2 separate regions of the Mus musculus genome follow, and region 1 is linked to region 2. A link is a contact called in public promoter capture Hi-C data. All regions are on one chromosome and are shown on one strand. The core of a region is the stretch at or near the end of the contact, and the rest is flanking DNA. Distances in the headings are between cores, read along the strand shown.

Region 1 (7,080 bases), core at 2,063-4,562, 3.8 Mb before region 2:
ACAAAAAAAAAAAAAAAAAAAACAAGGAGATGAAAATGGAAGACAGAATTTCGCAAGTAACACAAGCGACCAGTCTAGTGACACAAAGCCATAAGATTGGCTTTGGGTTTCTCAGCAGAGTGCTGGAAGAAACTGCCAGCCAAGGGTACTTAGCCTGAGGAAGCCACCCCCTGAGAAATGCAGAACAGATAGGGTGTTCTCAGACAAATAAAAGCAGAGGGAGTGCACCGCCACCAAACCCGTTCTACAAGAGATGGGAGGGCTGTTCAGGCTGAGATGAAAGGGTGGTGATTAGTAGCCCAAGAGCAGGCGACAAGATTTACACACAGAGCATGATGACAAAATTAAATTCTCTAATATACTGCCCGTGGTAGTGCGCGCCTGAAATCCTAGTACCTGAGAAGCTGAGGCAGGAGGATCCGAAGTTCAGTGCCAGCCTGAGTCTGATCTCATCTCAAAAACCCCCAAACAACTGGAGTCAAGCACCTGGAGTCTTTCTAGGACCCCTGTGGGTCTTTATCTAATGTCTCTTTCCTCAGAGCCTCTTCTTTCAACAGTAGTGGAGACCAAGACCACTTAGCATATGTTCTCACCACCCCAGTCCTCTGTAGATGGCATTCTTAGGACTTGTCTTCACAAAGCAGCTTTCCACGCTGTTAAATGCTGTTTCTCTCCTTCCAGAAAGTTCATGAAGGCAGAAAACATGGCTGTCCTGTTTTGTTATTGTTGTTGTTTTTTGGTTTTTGGTTTTTCCCCGGGTTCTCTAGCACTTAACTTAATGCCAGACATAGACTTAAAAATATCCATTGAATGAATAAATTAAAGATTGGTTGGTGGATAGTCTTGATGTCAACTTGACTGTATCTGAAATCAATTCAAAGCCAAGCAGCTGGGTGTACCTGTGAGCATTTTCTTTTTCTTTCTTTTTTTCTGAGACAGGTCTCATGATGTAGTTCTGGCCATCCCAGAACTCACTAAGTAGACCAGGAGGGCCTGGAACTGACATCCACCCACCTGCTTCTGTGTCCTGAGTGCTGGAATTAAAGGTGTTCTTCCACCTTCTTGGTGGCAGCCCCTATAAAAAGAAGAACGAAGGCTTTGTTCTTTTCCTGCTTGTCTTCACGTTCACTGGCCAGTTCATCTGTCCTGCTGCCAGGGTATTCCTTCCTGGGTTTTAGAACCTATCTTTTGGGATTAACCCCCCCACCCCCCCACCCCCCCCCACCACATACACACATAGACCAAAGATCAGCTGAGACATTCAGCCTCATGGACGGAACAAGTACCGGATTCTTGGCATTTCTGTTGGATGACAGTGACTAGCTAGAACATGATCTATAATTCACTTTAATAAATTCCCATGTGTGTGTGTATACATACATATGTATTTTCATTCCCATATATAGGACCCTGACTAATGCAATTAAGTAATAACAGTATAGAGTAGTAGTTATCTCCTCTAGTTTGGACCATGTCTTAGGATTTTACTGCTGTGAACAGACACCCTGACCAAGGCAACTCTTATAAGGACAACATTTAACTGGGGCTGGCTTACAGGTTCAGAGGTTCAGTCAATTATCATCAAGGCGGGAACATGGCAGCATCCAGGCAGGCATGGGGCAAGAGGAGCTAAGAGTTCTATATCCTCATTTGAAGGCTGCTAGCAGACTACTGGCTTTCAGGCAGCTGGGATGAGGGTCTTAACACCCACACCCACAGTGACACACCGACTCCAACAGGGCCACACCTTCTAAACCACTCCCCAAGCCAAGCATATAAAAACCATCACATCCTCATTAGCCTATATCGGAGAGGTAACTTGCATGAGCTCATCACAGGAATGACCCATTAATACACATTTTGGAGGGAAGAGGATGATCATGGGGGTTTACAAGGCTCAAGACTCTGCACAAGAACTTCAAGAGGACCCTCCTGTCTAGGAACTATAACAAGGAATACAACTGACAGGGGTGGAATTCTTCAGTAATGTAGGTACCTGAAAGATGCTCACAGGACTTTTCAGTGGCTCGTGTGTGTGTGTGTGTGTGTGTGTGTGTGCGCTCGAGTGCATGTGGGGGGGGGGGGAGGAGGGGGGAGAGGGAAGGAGTGAGGGAGGGAGAAAGACAGAGAGAGTCACTATATAGTTCTGGCTGTCCTGGAACTCACTACGTAAAACAAACTGACTCTGAACTCATAGAAATCTGCTTGGCTCTGCCCTCAGGAGTGCTGGGATTAAAGGTACTCACTACCATATCTAGCCTAACAGGTTGTCAATGTACATTTAGACAGTTGTGTTGGATATTGTGAAAGTTACAATATCATCTGTTGTGTTTCTGTTGTATTTAATCTTAGAGATTATCCTTCTGAGAATTTTCGAGGGACTAGAGCCAAGGAGCAGCAAAGGAGAGTCTTGACATGAAGTGATACCCTGTATTTGGGCTGATCCTTAGACCTCTTTCGCCCACACTTCTGGAAATGAATGTAATTGAGTATGCACAATGGCTGAAGGGAGAAAGATACACAACCTCTTAAGTGTCACCTTGCCTCAACAACTTGCCATTACAGTGGAGTCTTAATGGATGAGCTATTTGTTGATTTCCTTCAGTCCAGGTAACCATGTCTATAAAATGTCTTTCAGGGTTCACTCTACTAAGGAGCACAGCAACTAGGCATGCTGGGGCACGCCTTTAGTCCCAGCACTGGGAGGCAGAGACAGCCTAACCTCTGAATTCCAGGCTAGCCTCTTCTACAGAGCTTGTTTGTGGACAGCCAGAGCCACACAGAGAAACCCTGTCTCAAAAAACCAAACCAAACCAAACCAAACGAGGACAGAGATAGGGCTAATGTCTCTGAGTGCCTAATATGCACTCATATACACACAAACGGAGCAAGATTAGGGCAGAGGATTGGAGGCAAAATACAGTGCCCAGTGCGATTACCTCCAATTTTCTGAACCCTATACAAAACACCTATACCTTGAACAAATAGATGTTATCTGTTCTGGGGTGAATGGACAAAACGAGTCACAGTAATTAAAGTTAACATTTTTTCTCACCGCTACAGGGCATCTGGCGCAACAACTGCAAATTCTCGTTCTGGAGTTATAAATTGTGTCCTGCTTTGCCACTTGCCAGCTGTGTGATCTTGTTTTTCTTATCCTTCCTGAGCTTCATACCCTAAAAGCAAAAAGTATATACACAGCTGGATAGATTTCCTAAACAGGACTAGGCTTTTTCAACTTTCCCAACGAACTCCAGGCGGCAAGTGACAGCTTGAGGCGCGTTTCGGTCCTTAGCAGCAGCTCAGATCAGCTCTCAGAGAGACGCGAGGGGAAAGGGAGGAGCCCGCGGGAACTCAGAGCCATTTCAGCCAATCGCACAGCGGGCGGGACGGGAGTTCCCGCCTCCGGACGGCGTGCGCGCGCACCACGCCGGCACGCCCGCCGCGGAGGCGCGCACGCAGGCCCTGCCCTCGTCGCGGCCGCCATTTTAGCTCCTGGTTCGGGCCGCACGGAGCGGGCTGTGGTGGCGGGAGGGGTGGGGGTCCCCGCGAGTTGAGCCGCGGGCCTCTTGTGCGTGGATCCGGCTGCCGGAGTCTCTCTTCTTCCCTCCTTCCTAAGCGTCCGCTTCTGGGAGTGCGAGGATGTCCAAGAGGCATCGGTTGGACCTGGGGGAGGATTACCCCTCCGGCAAGAAGCGTGCGGGGACCGATGGGTAAGCCAGGCCGGGGCGCGCAGTCGCGGCTCGGGCTTTGTTGGATGGTGGCGGGGAGCAGGCCCGGCTGCCGAGCCTTTGTCTGCCGTCGGCCGGCTGGGGCGCGTGCCGAGTGTGTGCGGCCGGGGCGAGCGGCCTGTGGCGGCCACGAGGCCGCGGAACGGCGGGCGTGCGGAGCGGGCCGCGAGGCCTCGGTGCTCGCGTGAGGCCCGCAGCCGGAACCGGATGGCCAAGGGCACTGCCCCCGTGGGCGGCGGCGGGCGCTGTCTGTTTTGGGGGAGGATAGAGGCGAGCCGACCTCGGGGCGCACTGTTTGGCGGGAGACGAAGGGCCTTCTTCCATTGAGGCACTTCAGGAGAGGCCGTTGCCAACTTCCGCCCTCTGCCTGCCCTCCCGCCATCTCCTTTATTTCCTGCTTTGCTTAAAAGCCGGCTTTGCTTTTAAGTAGCATCACTGGGGTAGGCCTGTGAAAACACGTATTTCCCCCTCCGCTCTGGAAGTTATTTCTATCTCCTCCCCACTTTGGACGCACTTTTCAAAAAAGTGATCTTAAGCGTGTTTGAACAAACAACACCCACGTGCAGATTGAGAAAGGCTTACACCGATTCCTGGTCTGGCATTTTAGTTCCTTTTCTTAGACTTTTCGCAAAGACAGGGCATTTAGCAAGTAAGCAGTTGTATTATCATTTTCCAGTCTTTTCTTTCACAGTTCATACTTAAAATGTACTTTTGTTTATATTCCTACCCTCCCATTTTAATTAGTTGTATGTTTATGCTTCGGCAGTACAGGGATCTGTTGGGTTAATTAAAAAATATATCCACGGAAGTCCAAATGTCCAAAACAGTTGTAGGATTTTATCATTTTCTTATGTCTTGTGACACCGACTCGCTGTCAAGTCAGATGTGTGGTCTCTTGAGTTTTTGTTAACGGAAAGTCCTTTGGGATTGATTTCTAACTACCAGTGTGAGAATAGGTCAGGATAGGATGCGTTCTGTCGCTCTCCTTAGGTTGAAATATTGAATACGGAAAGCAGGTTTGTTATGTTTTGATTGTGTAGGTTTTTTTTTTTAAAGCTTATAACACTAAGCATTGTAATAATAAAACATCCCAAGACAGCTGTTCTCTCAAGCAAACATTCCAAATGTTAGTAATTGAGCTCCATCAGTTCTTAGGTAGAAACAGCTCATGAATATTCTCCAAGGGAGAGCAAAGTTGCAGTGAGCTTTTTCCATAGATTATAGTGGTATGTAGAATTCTCCTTTTCTCAACAGGAAACTTAGTACTGTAGTTAGGCATCACAACCTGTCATAAATGGCATTTATATTGGATTGATAAAGTGGGGAACTTCTGTGAAGTTAAAGTTAATGTCACATTTGGCTAAGATGCAACTAATTTCTCTCCTTATAGAGGTCACATTGGGATGAACACTGAGTTTGTGCAAGCAGAGTTTTTTTGTGTGTATGTTCACGACTCAATGCTTTTATTGCAATTGGGGCTCCACATTACAGTGATTATGGTCATTTCTCTTGCAAAACATACAACATTGGCAAAATGGACTTTGCGTATATCGCGGGTAGCTTCATGTTTCCTCTGAATATTTCATATTTGTCACTAAGTACAGGAGAGTCCTTGATTTCTAGAGATTCTGCAAGGCAGTTTTTGCAGTTTCCTAAGTTTTTTGAGTACCTTTTCTTATAGAACTGGTTTTCTTTAGCAATACAGTATTTGTGCTTGGTATTTTTTTTTTTTTCCTTACTTGATTTGAAGGCACTTTTGACTGCCAGGGACTCTTTGCTTCCCTCCCTCCCCCTCTTTGCTCTTGTTTAGTGTATTTGACAGCATAGGCTTGTTCATTTTGTCACCCCAGCTGTCACCAGACCTTGCTGTCTCCATTCCAGCACGTGTGGGTGGGGGTGGGGGTGGAGGGGCGGCCAGGAGAAGAAACCACGGAGTCAGTTACCTCCTCTTGACCATGATGGCCTCAGGGGTCAACCCAGTTTTTCAGTCTGAGCCATCTCACCAGCTCCCAAGAAATCTGGGAAGGACATTTTTATCCTAATGGTTCTTAATATTCCTGATAAGAATTTGTAATTATGTGTTTCACTACAATCCCGTGGTAGCTGAAATTAAATAATAAGATGATAAGATGCAAAGGGCAAGAAATTTTCACACATAAATGTATAAAGAAAAAAGCAGTAAGCTACTACAAATCATTATTTCCATCTTTGGAGTCCATACTTATTCCTAAATACAAAATGTAATATCAGTGAGCTCTTGGGATTTGGGTCCCATTGGCTGTGTAGTACAGTAGTTGTCTCTTGTCTTGCTCATTGGTGTTAAGTGCTTTCCTCGAATTTTCTGTAGATGAAAGTATGAGTATCCTTATGTATGCACGTTAATGCACATGCTTAGAAGTTCCCAAAGTGAGACTGTCAGAAAAAAAGTAGTTTATATAAAATATCTAGAGTAGATGACTAGTTTCCATACTTACTAGCAGTATATTAGTGCCTATTATTATTCCAAGTACAATTTAAACTGAAACATCAGTAGTAACCAGTGTTTGTTGGTACATTTCAGATATTCCAGGCATTATTACATGTATTATCTTATTAAATGTTTTTAGTTCCATCTTAAAAGCCACAGCTTGCATGTGAGCAAGAAAACATTGTTCTTAATAATTGTCAGTGTTGACTAAAGTGCTGTTTAAAGCACTTTTCCTTCCTTCCTTCCTTCCTTCCTTCCTTCCTTCCTTCCTTACTTCCTAAAAAGAGACAGCATCTCTCTACTACTGCGTAGCCCTGGCTATTAGAAACTCACTATGTAAACCAGGCTGGCCTCCAGCATAAGCAAGAGATCAGCCTGCCTCTGCCTCCTGAGTGCTGGGAGTAAAGGCATGTAACCATCACACTGAGATTGTTTTTAGTTTCTTTAAAGTTAAAAGCATTGCTTCAACTTGAAAATTTTTATGAACAAAACTTTTATAGTTAAAGTTTCCATTTAAACAAGAAAATGTGTATATGGTCATGTCTATAATGTATACAATGTGGAGAGGCCATGGATCCTCATCTAACAGACCTTTTGTATCATCATCATTCAGAGTAGCCAGTGTGAACTGCAGCAGCGTTCCTAGGCATTGCATCAGTTTTCTGCATATCCCTAAATGTTTCTTGATAGTTGATGTTTTTTCCACTTTGCAGAGTAGATAAAGTGAGTTTTAGGCCTTTGCTGTGGTTTTTATTTAAATTTTCACCTCACTGATTAGCAAATCCTTGTGTTTTGCATTGTATTTCTTTCTCTGCTATAGTAATGGAGCTGTAGGTGAAGTGTGTCTTGGAAAAAGGTGTGTGTTAGTATAAGTGTTAATTT
Region 2 (7,368 bases), core at 1,449-3,948:
CAAATCTTATAAACATATATGTAAATGTATCTTCTAGATTATACAAGTGCGCTAAGGAGAGAGAGGACATTTGCTTTTAGCGAGCACTGTATGGCCTGCCTGCCAAGTACAGATATAGAGGTCAGAGGATCTGTGTAACTTCTCCAAACTGGCTTTATGATTCTATTAAACAGAGGATTACAGTATGGCTTCTGGTAGACCAAATTTGCAGAACATAAAAAATGTTTAAGAGTTTTATATGAGCACAGGATGAATTGAATGAGCCACTCCATGGCGGCTGAATGCAAGTTACTAGGCTGACATCCGAAAGTAGCATAGAACAAAAAGCTGACGTTCGATTTACAACATAACAAAATTAACATAGCCAGCTAAAATCTAGCAGAAAGGCAACCTAAGAGAGCATTCACAATGGCTAAACTGGAATCAGCTAAATGCCTATTCCTATAAAATGTACTTCTTTATGTACTGATTTAAAATATACTGTAAAGTATAAAATATAATGTCCTTTTATAAGAAGTAGACAATGTACTGCCTGAGGAAACTGCACTCACAGGGTTAATGGTTTTAGGGTTGAGCTTATCACTTGGCCGAGGACGAGCCCTTCTTGCAGCCTCTGGAGAACTGGTTAATGAGGAGGATTTGCTCCGCTGAACCGTAGTCCTGTGTTTCATTTGTGTGCTTGAGGATGTACGTTGATCATTACTACCTAAAACGAAACTAGCAGAACATCAGTACAAAAGAGGGAATGCAACAGAAACTGATCCTGCATCCACACGGAACACAGACTGCACTGTGAACTAACAAGCCTGGGGTCTCCCTTTGCAAAAAGGAAACCTCTGTACCTGTCGCTCTGTTTCTCAACTGCACACCTCCAGAGCACTCTGATCTCTGCATAGCTTCTCCTTCACCCCTGCAGTTAAAGAAAACAATTTCAGAATCTGTTGATCTTCCAAAAATGAATACAGTTATATACAGATGTGGGTGTGGAGGCCCAAGGTTACCATCTTTTTCAATAGCTCCCTTCCTATGTATTGGGACAGGATCTCTCACTGAGCCCAGAGCTCCCCTTATTGGCTAATATGGCCGGTCAGCTTGTGCCAGGAATCCCCTTGTCAGTGTCTCACATGTGCTGGGATGACAGGCAAATCACCACCTAGGCTCTTAACCGATGCTGTGTGATCAGATTCCTTACCAGCTGAGCCATCTCGTTGGCCCTACTTTCTATTTTAAATCAGTTTCAAAGCCACTGAATCTCTTCACTTGAAACGCTTTTAAACATCCTAGAAAACAGAGCTTCCATTAAGCATTCGAGGTAGTTTGCATCATGTGTCTGTACACATGAACATTACTGTCAGCAAGTGACTGTAGTCATGGAGACCAGAGGCTGACACTGGCTGTCTTCTGCTATTGCTCTCAATCATTTTGGGAACCAGGATATCTCACTGAGCCTAGGGGTTCAACTCAGTTGGTCTGCAAGCCTCTAGGATCTTTCCAAAATACTAAATGTTTGCTTTTTAATCAGAGTCCCATTACATAGAATTTGCTATGTAGCCCAGAGTGGCCTTGAGCTTAGAGCGATCTACCTGCCTATGTCTCTGGAGTTCAGGAGCCCTTAAAGGCATGTGACAGCATATCTGGCAAAAATAATCTTTAACTGCTAAACATATCACTCTTTACTTTAAAAGACAACACAAGTATATTTGGTTTAAAACAATAATATCCACCTGAGTGAATATTATTCCATCACTGACAAGCATGGCCTCATATATTTTATGGAAAAGGCTTACTTCCTCCTTAGACTACTTTGGTCTTTAAATGACTTGAAGTAGGTAGTTCGGTATAGCAGTGACTAAAGGAAATAAAAAGGTGAAAAACACGCTGCTATAAATGCTACCAAGTCACCCCTCATTTCTTCCCTAGAGTTCCACATAGACAAACCAGAAACCCACTTAATGTGGAAGGCTTACATTATGTCACAATGTCAGAGGCGTAAACAACAAACACAACACAGCTTTCATTGGCGTCTCTGCCTACAAGGGGCTGGCGGCACCTGTATATGCTAGGAAATCCATACTATCTTTGCTTTACACATACCAAATTTCAGTAGCCACTAGTGTTAAGATCAGGGCACTGATCGCCAACTTTCTTCTATTCTCTAATTAGAAACCTAGAAAGTTCCAAAAGTTCCAAAAAGTTTTTTTAAAAGTCGCTCAGCTAACGAAGCTGTTGCCCAACTGCAAAGGCGCTTCCAACTGTAACAGCCAAACTCATCCTCTTGTTTAGCATGAGGTAAAATCTGCTTTCCATCTTTCAATCACCCCATCACCATATCAACCCACTTCGCAGCACCTAAGTTCAATTTAGCTCCAGGGTGTTATTAATTACTAAAAACGAGGAAGTGCATAGACACCGTTGGGGGTTGGGGGGGGGGGTGGATAGATACGCGCGGATTCCAGCTACAGAGAACTCAAGCCAAGTTCCCGGAGCCACTGTGCTCTAGGGACCTTAGCAACAAGCTCCGGCGGCTCCAGCCACCGGAAGCCGGCGTGAGAGAGCCCCACACCGAGGCTCCGGCCTCTGGTGCCCGCTCCTACCGCCTCTCCCGCCGCCACCGGCGCTCGCCGCCGCCCTCGTGGGGCTCCCCTCCGGCTCTCCGCACCAAAGCCCTCTGCTACAGCTGCAGGCAGCGGTGATTCAGGAAACCAACTTCAAGTAGCATAGACATCCGGCGCCGCACAGTGACGTCATACGCGCGCCGCTAATGCTAGTCCAATTATAGGGAGACTATAGCGACGCTCAGGAGGTTGCCTGGCAACTGGGGGGCGTTCCAATGGTCACTGTCCATAAGGCTCACCTGTGGACCTTCTCAGGTGACAACAGAGCCCTGGGAAGACCTTAAAGGAAGTTTACGTTTTAGTTTTCGGAGAAAAGACGCTGATTCGCTCTAGTTCTCCGGTCCTGCATCTCTCCAGTCTACGTGCTTAACTCATAGCTTCTCAGGACTATTTAATGTCCTCCAACATGATTGACTGCCTTAGGTCCTGACAGCCATGGGCTTCTTTTAGCTTCCTGTCAGGCTAATTCCTTTCCTTACCATTTCATATGCTCTTAACATTCAACTGCAGAATGCTCTAATTTTATAGTATATAATTATAACATAATTTTAATTTTACAATACTCTAATCTTATAGCTACAAACATTATTTTGTCCTTCATTACTTTCAAGAAATTGGTGTTGGGGCGGGGGGGGGGGTGTGTTCCTTTGCAATTCCATCAGCAATAATTTCGGTAATATCTGTTAAATGATCAAATTCTTTTAGACCTTTCTACTTCACTCTTCTCTAGAAATCTCTTTGTTAAGCCTAAAGTCTTAGCTATTTCCTCAAGTGTGGGGTAGAAGTTTCATGTTTTATTTCAGACCTTAGACCATGTATGATACACAAAATTTTCCAGTTCTTTATTTTAAAAAAATGACCACAAATTATGTAAACCTCCCTTAATTCTAAATAAGACTTTTCTGCTTTATGTTTTTGGTTTATAAAAACCTTGTCAGGGCATCATTCAAAAGTGATGAGTGCTTTCTGGGCCATCCTAGTTTGAGGAGCTTCTAGGAAATCCACGTGAGACTGACTAGAAGGCAGCTGGATAGACCAGATAGAGGTTTGGAAAGAGGTCTAAACCGAGGTGTGGATTTTAGGACCAAAAGCATGTGGGTGATGATAACCAGGAACATGAGGTGAGGTGCAAGTGTTTCTAGAACACTAGAGTGTATGAGAAGCCCCTTCTCGTCTTATTTTAGATATAAGGGAATACTTTATTTTATATAAGAAAATAAAGGGATGAGGTAGGGGTGCCATGTGTATCTACCAATATGGAAAAAAATCTGAAACCACAGAATAGTGTAAGTTCTTTTTGCTGCCACAGACCCACTCTGAAATTTTTAGCTCTGTCTGAGGGTCATTGGTGTGAACCATATCAACTTGCTCTTTATTTTTGGCTTTTATTTGGATTTACTTAGTGAAGAATATTAATAAAAGATTGGGAATTATTGGAGAGTAAAATATTGATTTTTCTACTTTCTTGATCACTGTTCTGCTGTTGTGAAGAGACAACATGACCAAGACATCTCTTATCCAAAAAAAAAAAAAAAGCATTTAATTGGGGACTTGCTTACAGTTTCATTATCATCCATTATCATCATTGAAGGTAGCACACGAGCATGCAAGACACTGGAACATAGTTTAGTGGTTCATCGTGATCCACAGGCTGGAGCAAGAAATATTGGGCCAGGTATGGGTTTTTAAAAGGCTCAAAGTCCAATCCTTAGTTATACACTTCCTCTAACAAGGCCACATCTCCTAATTCTTCTAATACTACTGAAGAGTTCCACTCCCTGGTTACTAAACATTCAAATAAAGGAGCCTGTGATTCGGGCATTCTCATTCAACTTCATTTTGTAATTCTTTTTGCTGCTTCAGACTCACTCTGTCATTTTTAGTACTGTTTGCTCTTGGAAAGCTTGTTGGTATGAATCTTATCAACTGGCTGTTAATTTTTGACTTTTGTTTGAATTTAGCTATTGGAAAATATAAATAAATATTTGGATATTGTAAGTGGATAATGCTAATAAATAACTAATAAATTCTAATAAGTATTCCACTCCCTTGCTGCCATAGACTTGTAGTCATATAATGCCAAAAATGTACTCAGATCAACTTCAAAAGTCTCCATAGTCTATAACATCTCAACATTGTTTAAAAGGCTAAAGTTCAAAGTCTCTTCTGAGATTCAAGGCAATCTCTGTGATCCCTCATGAAACCGAAATTAAAAAAAAAAAGTATGTGATCACATACAGTGGGACAGAATATACATCAAATTACAAAGGGGGGGGAAATGAAGCATAGTGAGGAAAAACTGGACCAAAGCAAGACAGAAAACCAGCAGGGCAAATGTGAAACTCTGATTCGCCATGTCTGATGTCAAAATGTTCTTCAGATCACTTCAGCCTTGTTGACTACAACACACTCCTTTCTCTTGGCTGGTTCCCCCCCCACCCCCCATGTCCCCTGATCTGCAGCTCTCTTTGGTAGGTATCCAATGAATGGCATCTCCAAAGTCTTGGGGTTTCCAACACAATACAGGCATCAACTTTGTGGCTAAATATAATGGCTTCTCTGGGCCTCCACGAAGGGACACTCTTGAAACATTCCTGGCCCCAGTGGCTTTCCTTGACTGTGAAGGTAAATGTCAGGACATATTTCTTGTATCCTTGACACTAAAGCCAGAACCACATGGCTGAAGCTACCAAGTTCTGCTGCTTGATGTGGCAAAGGTAATATGGGAACTAAGGTAGTCTTATCTGGGGGTTGAAGAGAAGACACACACATACACACACACACACACACACACACAGAGAGAGAGAGAGAGAGAGAGAGAGAGAGAGAGAGAGAGAGAGAGAGAAACTAGCATGTATGTGTGGGCTTTTGATAACTTCAGGACACACCTTGGACGTGGAGTCTGCGGACACCCCCAAGGTCCCCAGAGGACTCTCCACGGGATCTTAGGACCTCTGGTGAGTGGAACACAACTTCTGCCAGGAGGCAGGTTCGAACAGCAGATATTTGGGCACCTTCCCTGCAAGAGAAGAGCTTGCCTGCAGAGAGTACTCTGACCACTGAAACTCAGGAGAGATCTAGTCTCCCAGGTCTGCTGATAGACGCTAACATAATCACCTGAGGAACAAGCTCTAACCAGAGACAACTATAACAACTAACTTTAGACATTACCAGATGGCAAAAGGAAAATGTAAGAATCTTACTAACAGAAACCAAGACCACTCACCATCATCAGAACGCAGCACTCCCACCCCACCCAGTCCTGGGTACTCCAACACACCCAAAAAGATAGACCTGGATTTAAAAGAATATCTCATGATGATGGTAGAGGACATCAAAAAGGACTTTAATAACTCACTTAAAGAAATACAGAACACTGCTAAACAGGTAGAAGACCTTAAAGAGAGAGCACAAAAATCCCTTAAAGAATTACAGGAAAACACAACCAAACAGGTGATGGAATTTAATAAAACCACCAAAGACCTAAAAAGGGAAGTAGACACAATAAAGAAAACCCAAACTGAGACAACGCTGGAGATAGAAACCCTAGGAAAGAAATCTGGAACCATAGATGGAGCATCAGCAACAGAATACAAGAGATGGGAGAGAGAATCTCAGGTGCAGAAGATTCCATAGAGAACATCCGCACAACAATCAAAGAAAATATAAAACACAAAATGATCCGAACTCAAAACATCCAGGAAATCCAGGACACAATGAGAAGACCAAACCTATGGATAATAGGAGTAGATGAGAATAAGATTATCAACTTAAAGGGTCAGCAAATATCTTCAACAAAATTATAGAAGAAAACTTCCCAAATCTAAAGAAAGAGATGCCGAAGAACATACAAGAAGCCTACAGAACTCCAAATAGACTGGACCAGAAATTCCTCCCATCACACAATAATCAGAACAACAAATGCACTAAATAAAGATAGAATATTAAAAGCAGTAAGGAAAAAGGTCAAGTAACATATAAAGGCAGGCCTATCAGAATTACACCAGACTTTTCACCAGAGACTATGAAAGCCAGAAGATCCTGGACAGATGTTATACAGACACTAAGAGAACTCAAATGCCAGCCCAGGCTACTACACCCAGCCAAACTCTCAATTACCATAGATGGAGAAACCAAAGTATTTCACGACAAAACCAAATTCACACATTATCTTTCCAAAAATCCAGCCCTTCAAAGGATAATAAAAGAAAAAAAAAACAATACAAGGACAGAAACCACGCCCTAGAAAAAGGAAGAAAGTAATCCTTCAACAAACTAAAAAGAAGACAGCCACAAGAACAGAATGACAACTCTAACAACAAAAATAATAGTAAGCAACAATTACTTTTCTTTAATATCTCAATATCAATGGACTCATTTCCCCAATAAAAAGACATAGACTAACAGACTGGCTACACAAAAGGGACACAACACTTTGCTGCTTATAGGAAACCCATCTCAGGGAAAAAGACAGACACTACCTCAGAGTGAAAGGCTGGAAAACAATTTTCCAAGCAAATAGTCTGAAGAAACAAGCTGGAGTAGCCATTTTAATATCGAATAAAATTGACTTCCAACCCAAAGTTATCAAAAAAAGACAAGGAGGGTCACTTCATACTCATCAAAGGTAAAATCCTCCAAGAGGAACTTTCAATTCTGAATATCTATGCTCCAAATGCAAGGGCAGCCACATTCATTAAAGAAACTTTGGTAAAGCTCAAAGCACACATTGCACCACACACAATAATAGCGG

Evidence for each region. Promoter capture Hi-C pulls out the DNA fragments that hold promoters and counts their contacts.
Region 1: a contact with region 2 is called in a promoter capture Hi-C map of pre-B cells. The contact joins the promoter of 9230114K14Rik here to the promoter of Pacrgl in region 2. A contact is called at or near these places in 1 of 39 promoter capture datasets (pre-B cells) and 1 of 484 Hi-C or Micro-C datasets (rod photoreceptor).

The regions. Positions count from the first base shown.
Region 1 is chr5:52,186,913-52,193,992 of GRCm38.p6, reverse strand. It overlaps 9230114K14Rik (RIKEN cDNA 9230114K14 gene), which reads right to left and starts at 3,312. Exons shown (of 4, transcript NR_015537.2): 1 at 3,056-3,312; 2 at 397-1,075. It overlaps Dhx15 (DEAH (Asp-Glu-Ala-His) box polypeptide 15), which reads left to right and starts at 3,447. Exons shown (of 14, transcript NM_007839.3): 1 at 3,447-3,713. The coding sequence starts at 3,643.
Region 2 is chr5:48,367,722-48,375,089 of GRCm38.p6, reverse strand. Pacrgl (PARK2 co-regulated-like) reads right to left here and starts at 2,698. Exons shown (of 9, transcript NM_025755.3): 1 at 2,595-2,698; 2 at 843-910; 3 at 552-706. The coding sequence starts at 894.